2 separate regions of the Mus musculus genome follow, and region 1 is linked to region 2. A link is a contact called in public Hi-C data. All regions are on one chromosome and are shown on one strand. The core of a region is the stretch at or near the end of the contact, and the rest is flanking DNA. Distances in the headings are between cores, read along the strand shown. Region 1 overlaps Grik4 (glutamate receptor, ionotropic, kainate 4). Region 2 overlaps Grik4 (glutamate receptor, ionotropic, kainate 4).

Region 1 (2,767 bases), core at 211-2,710, 230 kb after region 2:
TCAACTCAGTCTTCTAGGAGCTGACCAGCCACCAAGTGAGAAGAAATACCCATCTGCAAGAGCGGCTGTTGGGAAGCCTCTTGGCTTGTCTACAGCATCCTGATGCCCTGTGAGTGCCCCCAGCAGCTTCCATAAACCCTGCGGGGGACGTGTGTCTGCTTATCCAGACTAATGAGAGTTAAATGTGACTGCGGTCTTGCCTGCAGCTGAGCCGAGAGGCTACGAGAGGAATGTTCAGGTTTTGCTGGCGTTCATGAGTGCATCCCACCGACTCAGACTCGCACCACGCGAGCACTCAGCTAAGATCTAGCAGCTGCTTCTCCCACCCACCACACAGCCACAGCCACAAGGAGAAAGGACGCCCCCAGAGAGTCTGGACTGTATCACAAAACAAGATCTGCCTGCTAGCATGTCTTACCTGATTTCCCCCAAGCAACTGGAGCCAAGTAGGGTCATGGCTTTAATTAGGCAGGTGACTGTCTCAATTTAAGCTCTTGTTAATGGTTATTAATGAAACCACAATGAAACAGAAGTGTCTTCCATGTGCAAATGGGACCAAAGGCTAACTAAACTGTCACACCCTAAGGGTCCTAAGGGTGACAGGTGAAATCTTCAATTTGATGCTGAAATCCCTGTTAAACCTCTCATGGTCACCTGGTACCCAAAATGCCCATTCCATCTGCCAGATAGACTTTTTTAAATGTGGAAACAAAGATCTCTCTTCATAGTTTCCAGAAGCCCACCCCCTTTCCCTCAAATACAATGTACAAATGACTCAGTCCACATCCTAGGGCTCTGCAAGCCATTTCATGGAGCTGAAGACAGGTTTTTGAAATTCTGATAAGATTCTTTCAGTACCGTGTGCTCCCAGCTCAACCCAGTGGTGACTAACAAGTGTACCGGTCACTTCCTCAGGCAGGGCTAGACCTTGATGTATCCAGCTGAGGAGTGGATATCATCACAGCCAGACAAAATGAACTCGAGTCCCAGGCAGGGAAGCCAGACCATTCCAGAACAAATAAACATAGGCAGCCACACACCCAAATGATATTGAAACCAACTCCATCATCCACAGTTCGCAGTTACAGAATCAGGGCCCTACGTCTCACCTCCGATGCTTCTGCACTGTAACCTTTGCCAATGCCCAGCCCCAAAGACTCGTCACAATATGCTGAGAAAAATTATAGAGAAGCCTCAGTTACTAATGGTCACTGCCATGATTTGCCTACTCCTCTGTGAGGTCCAGACAGCAGCATTCTGGCCTCTGGAAGCTTTTGGATCTTGGCCACAGGGAATGTGCTGCCAAAAGGCTGTCTCAGACTGTGACACCCTCAGATTCTGCTCAGTTCATATCCTCTGACTTTACCATTTACTTTGGTAGAATCCTGGATAAGCCACAAATCCTGAGAGCCTTGGACTCCTCCTCACAGCACATGCCCCCTTCTGCCTGTCTCCTAGAAACCCAGTAAACACATCAGAACACTCTATTCACTGCAAACCATGGCACCAACGTTACCAGTTGGAGAGTTGTGTCATCTTGGCCGATGACTTCACTGGGCACACTGACCTAGATAGCTCTCCAACTCCTGCCAGCTCCCATATCCACCCCAAAGTGTGTAGGTTCAAGTGGGTGGGTCCAGAAGCAAGATAGAGGGAGTCAGTCGTCTAGGATCTGAATGCAAGTGCATTTACAGAAACACACATTCACTTTGGAGGCAAAATACTCATTTTCTGTATTAGTCTCTTGCCTCATTACTGTGACCAAATAAGTGGCAGGAAGCAACTTGAGGAACAAAGGGTTTATTGTGGCTCCCAGCTGAGGAGGATGCAATCCACAAGAGCATAGAGCAGAGGGCCAGTACATTCACACTCAGAAAACTAGTAGCTAAGAGGTGAGGCTGGGGTATAAAGCCTCCAGACCCTTGCTCAGTGGCCCTCCCTCATTCTTCGGTGAGGCTCCACCTCTTAAAGGTTTTGTGGCCTTCCAAAACAACATCACCAGCTGTCAACCAAGAGTTCAAACACACTCTGGGAACATTTCACATTCACACTACACTTTTCCTAATTACGTCTTGTGGGCTAGCAGGCAAATGGGATGCCATGCTTGGGCATGGTCTCACCCTGGCAGGGGGAGCATTGGAACACTGAAAGGGTGGCTCAAAATTCAAACTTTGCCATATATTACCCATTCAGCAGATGGTGGGAAAGCCTGGCCCTGCAGTCAAGACTAGATCCTGAGAGGAAACGCATGAATCAGACAGACACAGACTCCCTTGAGATGCTCACCAAAGAAGAGATTGTGGTCCAAAGGCTTCCTTGTGTCCCCTGTCCAGGTGACACATGAAGGGTCATCAATATCTATTTGCCACTATGGTGAAATACTGGCTGATTGTTTACCTAACTGATTCAATTTGGAATAAAGAAGAAAAGTTGCACAATGATCAGACTTTCATAAATCAAATCATGTTGTAACATTAGGAGGGGAACTCACTACTCAAAATACCCCATGGTGAATCCTCTACAAGGCTAAGAAATCGGCAGTAGGTTTGTCTCAGTGTGCCCAATAGATTTCATACACAGCGGATGAGATCAGTAACCAGTGGCTTTATTCTTCGCACTGGTCTCCCCCCCCCCCCAATCCTCCTGTTAGCTTCATCTTGATAACATTTGAATGCTCTAGGTTAGACATTCTCTGCAAAGGATTGAGGGTCACTGGAGGAAGTCAACTAAGTAGAAACTTATAGTTGTGAAGTGCCTGGGGATGGGG
Region 2 (2,924 bases), core at 114-2,613:
GAGAGAGGAATGGCATCTTGACTTTGGTCCAGTTGTTACTGAACAGGGAAGAGGGTGGACAGTGTGTACACATCATTTCATTATTAGACAGATGCCAGTACTCAGGGGACAGGCAGGATGGCCGATGTGGGTGGAGCTTTCTCTGCTCTCTTTGTTTGTTTGTTTGTTTTTGTTTTTGTTTTTGTTTTTCTGGGTTGGGACAGTAAGTGTTCAGAATCTCTCAACCTAATCCTGGCTGTCCTGGAACTTGCTTTTTAGACCAGACTGGCCTTGTGACTTTAGTAAACCCTCATGGCTTCCCCATGCCCACTTCTCACTTTACCATGAGATAACAATGGCTGACTCGGGATCCTTTAAGGCTACTTAAGATTGTACATCTTGTGAGTGAAGCACGGTGCTTAGCAATAACAATGGCCAACTAGGGATCCCTTAAGGCTAAGGGAAATTGCACACTCTGTACTGGAAGCACAGTGCTTAGCATATAGTATAACTTTAACAAATGGTCATTAATATTGTTTTTTCTTTTCTAGAAAAATTCACCTTTGCACCATGACAGTGAGGCTTTGTTGTTGCTGTTTTATTTTGTTTTGTTTTTAAATAGAAAAATCTCACTATGTATCACAAGGCTGCCCTTGAACTCACAATCCTCCTGCCTCAGCCTCCTAGGTGCTGGAATTACATGAGTGAACCTTCAAGTCTCTTGGTTTTATGCTTTTTCTTGAGACATTTCCTGTGAGCTGGGTGTGCTAGATGCATAGTTTTAACCTCAGCACTTGGGAAGCAGAGGCAGGTGGATTTCTTCATGTCCAAGGCCAGCCTGGTCTACAGAGTAAGTTCCAGGATTGCTAGGGTTATATTGAGAGACCATGTATACTCCCTCAAATCCCACAAAAGGGGCAGAAAAGGCAAGTTTCCTGAGACTCCCAGCCACATCGTCCATCCTGCCTGTGCAACCAGTGTCCACTCACTGGTCCCCTGAACACTGGTGTCTGTCTAATGAAATGATGTGTATTCTCTCCTCTCCCCTCTCCCCTGCTGAGTAACCCCTGGACCAAAGTCTAGACGCCATTCCTCTCTGAATCCAGTTACATAATCAACATGTGAATATCCAGCCATCAACACCACCCATCCTCAGGACCATTCGAAGTTTTCATCTTTTCAGGAGCCAGCCCTCCCATCTCTCTCTCAGTCACTGAAGGAGAGAAGGCAGAGTCTAGTGTGCCTCTCTCTGTTCATCAGGTCAAGTGACTTGAAACCCCACTAGAGGGCGCACACCCCACTCGCTAATCATGAACCCCTAATGTCCAGGATAGCATTAGCAGGGAACCCAGGTCCTTACTGGCCAGAGCAATTGTCAGCAGGGTGCTAATTACACTTCTGGAAGGGACAGAGTAGGCAGGTCTGGGCTAAGCCAGGAGCCAACCACAGGGCCTGCTCCGTGCTGAAGCTGCCCCTCCACCCCCACCCCCGGGCTCTCCGTGCCAAGTTCTCTGCTGCTCAGCCAGGTTAATTAGCAAAGCATCTCCACCCACTCCAGATGAGAATCTGCACACTTCTGTCTTTCAATCTTTTCATCTGCTGCATGCAGGCCTTTCTCCCGCCATCCCCATCTATGCAGATGCCCAGGGAACTGGAGTCTCAGAGCAGGGAGGCACGGACTCTGACGGAGCCAGGGACTCACGGCCGGCCACTGCTGGCTTTTGTGTGCCTGGGAAGTCATCACTTACACTCCATAATAGCACAGCGTCCTGTTTGCATCATCAGGATGGATGCCCACGCCACCCACCAGGGGTGGTCAGGGAAAATGCCTAGCAGTCACATGGCATCCGCAAACGTTGCGTGTCCCTGCCCAGTGGCTTAGACAGGGAGCCCATCTCTTGGCTGTTCCTGAAGGATAAGGGAATACAATTGTGTCTAGTTTTGGTCACCTGTATAGGCGCGCTAGCACACACACACACACACACACACACACACACAATTTATGCTCAGTTCAGTCATCTGTACAGGTTTTCTCACCTCTCCCAACCTCCTCCCTAAGCCTGCTCCCCGGAAAGCTTCCATTCAGAGAGAGCCCCAGCCACTCTTCACACGCCTGCTCACTGTGCCCAGCCTGTCACAGTGGTGCTGGGGGAGGCAGATGCCAGAGACCCATTAGCATTCATTGGGGGAGTGGCAATGTCATCTCTAGGTCCAAGTCATCCCTGGTGCTATTTCTTGAGGTGACAGTCTATTCTCAGGGTTGGATGGATTCCCTTAGAGTTAAATTAAAATCCCTATGAAATATTTACTTGGCTGGGCACAGGGCTCGGTGACTGGCCTGCGAGGACAGATCGGAAGAATGATTGCGGGCTGTGGGGAGAAGGGGCTAGCTCGTCGCTTGAGGGTGAAGCCATAGGGCACAGGGTCTGAGCTGGGTGGGGGGGACTGAGAAGACAGTGTTAACTTTTGATGTCCCCTGACAGGTGTCTGTTCACTGTGCTCCTTCCTGCTGTTTGTGCTCAGATAGACATGTGCCTGAACCAAAGCTCTGCCAGCATACAGTCCAATGCTCTGCCTCAAACTAGACCTATTTCCTCTGAACACCCTGTCCCTCTCTGTCTCTGTGTCCCTCTGCCTCCTCTCTCTCTCTCTCTCTCTCTCTCTCTCTCTCTCTCTCTCTCTCTCTCTCTCTCTGTTGTACATGTGTGTATGTGCATTTCCATGTGTGAGTGCAGGCTCATGAGTGGCATGGCAAGTGTGTGGAGGTCAGAGGAAAACTCCGGGCGCCAGTCCTTGCCTTCCAAATCGCAAGACAGGGTCTCTGTGCAGGTTAGGTTTTTTTTTTTGCCAAGTTGATATAACCCTAGTCGAACCCGGATAAAGGGGATATCAGTTGAGGAATTGCCTGCATCAGATTGGCCTATGGCATGTCTGTGAGGGCATTT

Evidence for each region. Hi-C and Micro-C count contacts between places; a contact is called where the count stands out from the background.
Region 1: a Hi-C map of cerebellum shows a contact between it and region 2, with 1.7 times the contacts expected there. The contact joins two enhancer-like sites. A contact is called at or near these places in 6 of 484 Hi-C or Micro-C datasets (B cells, cerebellum, cortical neurons and 3 more) and 2 of 9 other capture datasets (adipose tissue and embryonic stem cells).

The regions. Positions count from the first base shown.
Region 1 is chr9:42,801,826-42,804,592 of GRCm38.p6, forward strand. All of the region lies in intron 3 of Grik4 (glutamate receptor, ionotropic, kainate 4), which reads right to left. Among named protein-coding and RNA genes, the nearest start is that of Gm36590, 130 kb to the left of the region's middle. Within about 2 kb of position 1,461, at least 36 of the 459 cell types and tissues checked have an H3K27ac peak or open chromatin away from gene starts, as enhancers often do. A contact at or near this core is called in cerebellum, where this site is marked.
Region 2 is chr9:42,572,063-42,574,986 of GRCm38.p6, forward strand. All of the region lies in intron 13 of Grik4 (glutamate receptor, ionotropic, kainate 4), which reads right to left. Among named protein-coding and RNA genes, the nearest start is that of Gm36590, 100 kb to the right of the region's middle. Within about 2 kb of position 1,364, at least 32 of the 459 cell types and tissues checked have an H3K27ac peak or open chromatin away from gene starts, as enhancers often do. A contact at or near this core is called in cerebellum, where this site is marked.